Linked DNA regions of Ovis aries: region 2 is linked to region 1. Evidence: chromatin contacts called from public Hi-C data. All regions are on one chromosome and are shown on one strand. The core of a region is the stretch at or near the end of the contact, and the rest is flanking DNA. Distances in the headings are between cores, read along the strand shown.

Region 1 (4,671 bases), core at 1,029-3,528:
CACTCAGTCGTGTCTGACTCTTTGTGACCCCATGGACTGCAGCACGCCAGGCTTCCCTGTCCATCACCAACTCCCAGAGCTTGCTCAAACTCATGTTTATTGAGCTGGTGATGAACTCCTTAACCACCCTTAAATATAATTACTTTAAAAATTGTTGTTTAATTGCTAAGTCGTGTCCGACTCTTTTGAGACCCCATGGACTGTATGCAGCCCGCTAGGCTCCTCTGTCCATGGGATTTCCCAGGCAGGAATCCTGGAGTGGGTTGCCATTTCCTTCTCTGGGGGATCTTCCCGACCCAAGGATCTAACCAGTCTCCTGCACTGGCAGGCAGGTTCTTTACCAATAAGCCACCAGGGAAGCCCAATACCTCCTGCCCAAAAAGATTCTTGTAAAGGTGCCAGAGAAAATCAACAAAGCATAAATATGAGTTAATTACATGTAAACATAAGGAATAATTCTGTTGCTATGTAAACCTACCTTTAAACGTTACAATGTTTGTTTTCAGTTACAACCAGATTTTCCTTCAATCTCTTAAAAGTTTATGTCACAGGAACCATGACATATTGTTACTACTTTATATAGTAACATCCCAAACGTGCATGATTTACAGACATGTTTTTTTCTCTAATAATCCTCATAAAGATTAGAAAGTGCTTTAAATGTTCTAATAAAGTAAATGTCCTTCATGTTCCAATTTTAAAAGATCTAGCAAATAAAGGCATATTCTCAGCAAAGAAAACAGTAAAAAGTAATAATCAAAATACACACGTCGTTAAACTTCAGTTAGTCTCTACACTTTATAGACAAAAGCACATGAAAGCAGAGAATTAAACAAAAGTTTCTTTGCAGCATACCACTTTACCATTTAGAGAAGTAAACAATTTAACACTATCTAGTGTTCTGACTATTCATATTCCGAAACTCAACAAAACATATTAGTGCTTAAACAGTATCAATTTTTCTCTTATTGGAATGTTGAAGAAGTAAGCCAGCATAGCAACCTCTCCCTGTTAGGCACTCGTTAAAATAGATTATTTAATCTTTGAGGCTTAAAAGCCTCCCAGAATCGCCTCACAAAACAGAGATGAGAGTAAAAAGAGATGAAAAAGAAGCAAATACCAATGTTAAAGTGCACCTGTCTCTGAACAAGGTAGTATACTTTAGAATGTAACCACAGCTTCTTTGCTTTAGTCTTTGCTTTAGTCAGCAAGCAAAACTGTATTTTAAAGGGATACTATTTGTTAAAAGATACCATATTATTAGGGAGACAATATCTGACTCCAACCAAAATGTTATCATCATGTTTTCCTTACCTCATGAAATACAGCCAGGCTTTCTTCCTATAAATAAATATATGAGGTGAGAGCACTACTCTTAACCCAGAAACAGGTTTTGCAACGCCCATGGATACAACCTGCCTTTGTGAGATGATGAATCCATCTTGGCATGATGTTTGGTTGATACAAAGAACTAGAGTCACTGCCAATACCCTGCAGATGGAACTGCCTTGAAGACCAGAAACTGCCCTCCCTAGAGGTCTCTGGGGAAGGCCCTTCAGTGCACTGGGAAGAGGGACACAGGCCCCTCACCACCTGATTGGGAGATCACGGGCTCCAGAGCTGGACAGTAGTAACTGGCCTACAGTTCAAGAGAGCCAAGAGAGTAAAATGAACCCCTTAAGAGTTCATTCAATCATCCAGTAAAGCCCAAACTCTGAGGAGCCGGTAGGACAGGGTTTTGCCAAGACAAGCACAAGAGGGTGAGGGAGATGGTAGCATGATTAATCAATGCCACCTGAGGCAGCAACTCGGGGTGTGTCCACACGGCACTGCAGTCACTGCCTGGCTATGACCAGGGGCTCCTTCAGCAACCGCCACTGAGAGCCAGATCTTCCAAAGGAGCTCCTTCCACCTTAACTTGTCCAAGATCAGGCTAGGCATCCAAGTCTGAGAACACAGTCCTCTCTCTTGCCACAAACCCACGAACAGACATAATAGACACCACAACATGTGCCAAATTTATATTTACACCCCCACCAAACAAAGGGCTCTTTGTCTTCCCCCCAAGTCAAGTTTTGATACTTCTAAATTCCAACAGAGAAAGAGCAGAACAGCAGACAAGCCCAGCAGGGGTGAGCTGGGGGTCGCTGTTCCCTGGTGCTTCGAGATTTACTCCCCCCAAACCCTACAGCTCTTAGTCACCCCGACTGCAGGAAACTGCTCTCGGCCAGTATAGATAAGTTACTAAGTAACTGTACTTCATGTTCCTGTGTGTGCTCATCTGTCTTGTCTCCCTGATGATGTCAGCTCCTGGGGGCAGGTCTCTAGCTTCCATTTGGTCAATGACTCCTACACAGCTAGAAAAGGAGAATACCCTTACTGCCTAGCACGCCATGCTAGGGGAAACACACAAATTAAGGTTGACAACACACCATAGCCCTCCCTAACACACCACTAAGACAGCACAGCTACACAGATATTAAATCTTATAGCTTAGGGCTTAGAGCTAAGTAAGGCTCCTACTAGAGTATTATATAGAAATGTATATATTTACTTATATAAACAAATTAACACAATAATTGCTTTGTTTTGTTCACTCCTAGCTATGGCTTGTATCATTCCGGCTTCTTGGCTTTACTATTCTTTTTAATGTCACAATGTATTTTTTTGCCACACAGCTGGTTCTCCAGGGGAGGAGAAAAGAAAGAACAGACCTACAGCCAACTTCCTACCACTGCCAACGAACACTGCTATTTGTCCCATCTAGAGGCCATGAGCGTATCCTTTCAGATCTGAAGCCACTTCCTTCTTCCTATCACGAACAGCAACACCAAGTGTCTCTGTTAGAGGCGAACTTCTGAGCCCCTTCTTGCAGACTGCTCAGTTCTGCTCAAGAAGTCCTCCAGACCCCCTTTATCTTACCTTCCTTATTCTACTTGCTGCTGCAGCCCAGACACCCCAAAAGCAGGACTGCCTGAAAGGAATGACCTTTACATTTTTTTCACTAACATATCTGAGGGAAATCCCTGACATCAGATATGTGTTCATGGGTCAACAAGACAGACATCCTCAAAGACCCAGCATCATTCACAAGGGCTGAGGTCAGAATTCCTTAACAGATACCAAGAAAACTGGAACTTTTATGTATTCTGGCATCTCAGGTAATATCCTGATGGAGGGACAAGGAGGCATCCACCAAACTCATACATGACACACACATGGCAGTCCTAAGACTTTGGATAGACTGCCCAAAAACCCCACTTTTTTACAACTAAATAATTTTATTAGCCTTTTAAGGATACCAGAGTGGCTTTCTTCTCCCTAATGAGCTAGGCATTCAATAAGAAGCAGGCACTTTCAAGGCAGAAAAAAGTGACCACAGGACCCACAGTCAAAGCAATCCATCTCTAGCATTATCAAAGAATAAACAAACAAAAACAAAACAAAAAAGCCCTTAGCTTTCCTAGATTCTCTGCAGTGATTCCAAAATTTCCCTAGTATAAAAGTTACCTGGCCATTTCTTTTTTTTTTTAATTGCTTAGTCTCAAGAATAGTTTATTTCCAAAATGAAACACTAATAATATTCCACATGTTACATATACTTTAGATTTTATGATAATAAAAGTATAATATTAGGGATAAAAAATGAATATGATTTGGAAAATAAGACATAATTGTTGACTCAATTTCTTAAATATACAAATTCACAGACACTATTCCAGACTCACTGAATCGGAATCTCCAGGAGAAGACCTCAGGTGTTCTTATTATAAAACAGATTGGGGAAACACTGCTCAACAAATGCTTTCCTCCCACCACTGCCATCTGGAAAGGGTGGTACAAAACATATAGGGCTACAATGATTAACCCAAGCAATCTCCCCGATGGGATCATCTTCAAGGTCCTCACTGGGTTTAACTCCTTTCACGGAAGGGTGGGTGTCAGTTCAGTAAAGGGTACCTCTGGATCCCTAACACAAAAGGCTCAGGACTCTTTGAGACAAATTCCTAAGAAGATGCCAGTGGGTGCAAGTCATAAGGAGGAAGATTACAACTGAATATAAGAAGATCTTTCAAAGAATTACAGCTGTCCAAATCCAGACTCATCTGCCTCCAGAAAGAGGGAGCTGTCTATCAGAAGAGATGATCAAGGAGAAAAAAGGCAGGCTACATGTTAACCAGGGTGTTCTAAGAGGATCAGAATCACCATGGGACAGATAGAAGGACTAGGTGAATTTTTAAAGTTCCTCCCAACAAATAAGTCAACAAAGAGGAAACTTCCAACTACCCATTAATTAATAGAAAGAGATAGCATAAAAGCGTATAGGTGGGGTCCACCTTTAACTGATCTTTTCAAAGCAGAAAGGACTGTAAGGACACACCTCTAACTCACCATCACCTGTCTTCCAGAATGTCCCAAAGCTGGGGCAGGCAGAGCAGGAGTCACAGGTGCCACGACCAGGAAGGACCTGCTGCCCGGCTGACCACATGTTGGGCAGAGGCCAGGGAAGGGATGCGTGTGACATGGTCTCTGCCCTCAAGGAACAAATTTCATTCTGGAGATAGCTCACCCTCTGTGGTTCTCTAAAAAATGTATTTACCATGTGTCACCTTTTGCTTTTTATTGGTGATGGTGATTTTCAATGGAACCCTCTTGGAGGGAAAAAAGCAA
Region 2 (4,461 bases), core at 1,431-3,930, 94 kb after region 1:
CAAAAATAAATAAATAAATTACAAAAAGGTACCCTGGAATCATTTTTTAAAAGTGTGGTACTAGAATAAGGACAGACATATTTTCTTCCGCTCCAAAATCAGTGTGATGGTAACTGCAGCCATGAAATTAAAAGACGCTTGCTCCTTGGAAGAAAAGCTATGACAAACCTAGACAGTGTGTTAAAAAGCAGAGACATTCTTTTGCTGACATAGGTTCATCTAGTCAAAGCTATGGTTTTTCCAGTAGTCATAAGGATGTGAGAGTTGGACCATAAAGAAGGCTGAGTGATGAAGAATTGATGCCTTAAAACTGGTATTGAAGACTCTTGAGAGTCTCTTGGACTGCAAGGAGATCAAACCAGTCAATCCTAAAGGAAATCAATCCTGAATATTCACTGGAAGAACTGATGCTGCAGCTGAAGCTCTGATACTTTGGCCACCTGCTGCAAAGAGCTGACTCATTGGAAAAGACCCTGATGCTGGGAAAGATAGGAGGCAGGAGGAGAAAGGGATGACAGAGGACAAGATGGTTGGATGGCATCACCAACTCAATGGACATGAGTTTGATCAAACTCCAGGAGATGGTGAAGGACATGGTAGCCTGGCATGCTGCAGTCCATGGGGTTACAAAGAATCAGACATGAATGAGTGACTGAACAACAACAACATATAAATCAATGAAACAGAATTAGTAATCTATAAAGTGATACAACTGATTTTTGACAAAAAGTCAGGACAATAGGGAAAGAATAGTCCTGTCAACAAATAGTGTTTTCAACAAATAATGTTGGGGCAAATGAATATCCACGTGCAAAAGAATTCATTTGGACCTCTACCAAATATCATACACAAAAATTAACTCAAAAGGGAGCTTTAGGCTTAAATGTAGGTGCTAAAACTATTAACCTTATAGAAGAAAACATGGGAAGAAATCTTTGTGACCTTGAGTTAGGCAACTATTTCTTAGAGACAACACCAAAAGCACAAGGGATAAATGAGAAGATTGATAAATTGAACTTGATCAAAATTAAAAACTTTTGTGTTTCACAGGACTCTATGAAGAAAGTGAAAAGGAAACCCATAGAATGGGAGAAAATATTTGCGAATCATGAATCGGATAAGGGACTTGTATCTAGAACTCTTACAATTCAATAATAAAAAGACAAATAATCCAATTAAAAATGAGTAATTACAATAGATATTTTTCCAAAGAAAATGCTTATACAAATAGCTAATAAGCACATGTAAAATCATTCAAGAAATGAAAATGAAAATCACAACGAGATACCACTTCTCACTCACTAGACTAGATTTAATGAGCAAGGCAGACATTAACAAATTTTGGTTAGGATATGAAGAAATTGGAACCCTCATATACTGCTTATGAGAAAATAAGAAGTGTGGTGCAGCCACTTTGGAAAACAATTTGGCAGTCCCTCTAAATGCTAAAAGTAGAGTTACCTTAAGGTATCTATCCAAAAAAAAAGAAAAAAAGAAAAAACTACTTATGTCCATACAAAAACTTGCACATAAATGTTCATAGTAGTTTTACTCATATAATAGCCTCCAAATGAAAACAGCCCAAAAGTCCACCAACAGATGAATGGATAAGCGAAAATATTCTGTACAATTGAACATTGTTTGGCAATAAAAAGAAATGAAGTGCAGATACCACATGCTACAGTGTGGTTGAACCTGAAAAGCATTATGTAGGCAAAAGAAGCCAGTCACAAAAGACCGCTAATGTATGGATCTCATTTACGTAAAATGCTTAGAAGAGGCAGATCTATAAAAAGAAGGAGTCTACTATTGGTTACCTAGAATTAGGGGGCACAAAAGGGTGAAATGGTGAGGGAAAATACTGAGTGACTATTACCTGGTATAAGCTTTCTTTGGGGGATAATAAAAATGTTCTAAAATTAATTAAGGTAATAGATGTAAAACTCTACATATATACTACAAGCCATTGAATTGTTGTCGTTCAGTTGCTATGTTGTGTCCAACTCCTTGTGACCCCATGGACTATAGCCCACCAGGCTCCTCTGTTCATGAGATTTCCCAGGCAAGGATACTGGAGTGGATTGCCATTTCCTTTTCCAGGGGATCTTCCCGACCCAAGGATTGAACACATGTCTCCTGCATTGGCAAGCAGATTCTTTACCACTGAGCCACGAGGGAAGCCCAAACATTGAATTGTACACCCTAAACATGTGAACTTTACAGGACATAAATTATATCTGAATACAGCTATTTTTATTCGTTATTGGAAAAAGACACCAGGTTGTTCTGTTCAGTGCGCTCGAAACATTTGTTCGTGTAATGCATGAAGGAGCATGCTGTGGACTGGCCTGAGGGATTGGTAGGAATAAATGCCGGAGGTGCAGAGGGGCCAGGGGAAGAGGAGTACAAAGGAGTGGAGGAGGGATGATAAGGGACGGGTAAAGAGGTGCACCAAGAAATGAAGGCATAAATCACCTCAGTGTTAGGAAGCCACATGGAAAAGGGGAGGGAAAGGTGGGAGTGGAATTCGCAGGATAATTTTACTGCAAATTGTGTAGGAATGGGGGTGAGATGGCTCAAAGAAAGGGGCAAAGCAAATGATGATGAGGATAAAGACTGCTTCGATGAGTGTATAATACTGGGTAGAATTGATGGGAAGTGTTTGGCAAAGGACTCATGATTACTGGGGCCAATTTTGCTTCAAAGCAAAATTATGATGCAATCCTGCAAATAGCCAGAAAAGATAAGAGGTTAATCCTTCCTACAAAAGCTGTGGATTAACAGCAGGTAACTTCTAGGAAAATGCTCCTTTGTCTAAGCAAAAATTCATATCTAAATATTATTTGTACATTCCCTTGCATTTCAAGAAGGGTAGTTTTAATTTCTAAAAATGTTTTCTCTAAATTAGAGCCTTTTGGAGAGATCGAAAATGTATCTGTTTTTTTAATAAGAATTAAAAGTAATATATGTTAATTAAAATAAGAATACAGTGAAAGGTGAAGAATAGGCTACATTTAGTAGTATTTGGTAGCAAAGTATCGTGTAAGACACATATTTGGATGAGCACACACACAGACACCATCCCCCAAAGGTTCAAAGCATGACAAGAAACATATCACACCACTATTAATTAGCCTCTTCCTTATGTGTCTCGGCCCTGCCTACTCAAGAGCTCATCTCTTCCTCACAGCTCTGTCATACAGAGTACAAGAGACAGAGACGAAACAGCTGTGACTAGGGCTTACTCATCTGTATAGTCACTAGATGACGATAGTTACAATAATTAACATATTTTAAAGGGCTTTGCAGTGCACAAGCTGTTACTGTGGGTTTGATTTTAATTGTAATCTTCATAGAAACTTCTGTTTTCCCCAGATGAAAGAATCAATGTTTAGGAATGAAGTAACTTGCTTAAGATCTCTCACTACACTCTTTGTGCACATCCCTAAACCTCTCTTCATTTAAAAAAAAAAAAAATCCATTCTTTACTTCACATGCCCTCTAACCTCTCTCTCTTCTTTCATAAGTAAGTTTTTTTTTTTTTCAGAAATTAGCTCACACTCCCTGTCTCCCCTTCTTTGTACTCATCTTACGAATTTCCTTAAGGAATGGAATGTATTAAGGCAGGTCACCAGCTGAAAGATGGCACCAGGGGAGAAAAGTCACTCTGTCCCTGCAGCTTGGATCACAGATAATTATTAAACACAACTTGAGGGTTTAGAAGGAAGTATGTCCTTGATTGCTGAAAAAAGTGGGCAGACCCTGGGCAGGGCACTCAGGCTTGGGAAGCTGGCCCCATTCCTCTGAGCTTCAAGAATTATTCTATTCTATGGCTATATTCCCCTCTCCTCCTTTCTGGGAGGAAAGGAAGGAAGGAGGAGGGAGGAGAGTTTCAAAACAAAGTCATCTGACTATAACTCCATTCCTTTTTTTCCTTGATTAGGATCCCTTCCAACTTACAGCTTTTGGGGTTACTAAACAGAGGACACATTTTTACTTGTGGCTCTGGCCTTGTGAAAGAGATGGTCCATCCACTCCAGAATTCTTTCCCTCACCTCCTATCAAGATGCCCATATTCCTCCGTTTAAATTTCATTGATGATCTAGATCTTGGAAGATTTTCTGGGTTGAAGAGAAGTAAGAAGCTGAACATGACAAGAGGGGTACGAATGCTGCAAGAGAAACAGATGTACCTTCAGGTCACGTTTCACCTGCTTCCCAGTGCTCCCCATAGTCGGTCCCCGGTGCTTAAGGGACAGAAAAGTGTGATGCAGAGAGGCCCCTGGGTAACTTAATAGTCTTGGGTACACAGTACCTTCTCTCTCCCCTCCCTGCTGCACTCACCGTATTTCCTGTTCTGTTATCTGAAGTGTGAGTCTGGCACTCTGTGAAGACATAAGTGCCCACTTCCAGCCAAGCAAAACAGCTTTTCCTGCAGACCAAGATGGCAACCCCTGGTTTC

The links. A called contact is a pair of places that touch in the nucleus more often than the background predicts.
Region 2: a contact with region 1 is called in a Hi-C map of liver, with 2.0 times the contacts expected there. The contact joins two enhancer-like sites. A contact is called at or near these places in 9 of 16 Hi-C or Micro-C datasets (blood, liver, omental adipose tissue and 3 more).

The regions. Positions count from the first base shown.
Region 1 is chr1:97,459,888-97,464,558 of ARS-UI_Ramb_v3.0, forward strand. All of the region lies in intron 1 of NOTCH2 (notch receptor 2), which reads right to left. Among named protein-coding and RNA genes, the nearest start is that of NOTCH2, 41 kb to the right of the region's middle. Within about 2 kb of position 2,279, at least 22 of the 54 cell types and tissues checked have an H3K27ac peak or open chromatin away from gene starts, as enhancers often do. A contact at or near this core is called in liver, where this site is marked.
Region 2 is chr1:97,553,326-97,557,786 of ARS-UI_Ramb_v3.0, forward strand. No RefSeq gene overlaps it. Among named protein-coding and RNA genes, the nearest start is that of SEC22B, 33 kb to the right of the region's middle. Within about 2 kb of position 2,681, at least 9 of the 54 cell types and tissues checked have an H3K27ac peak or open chromatin away from gene starts, as enhancers often do. A contact at or near this core is called in liver, where this site is marked.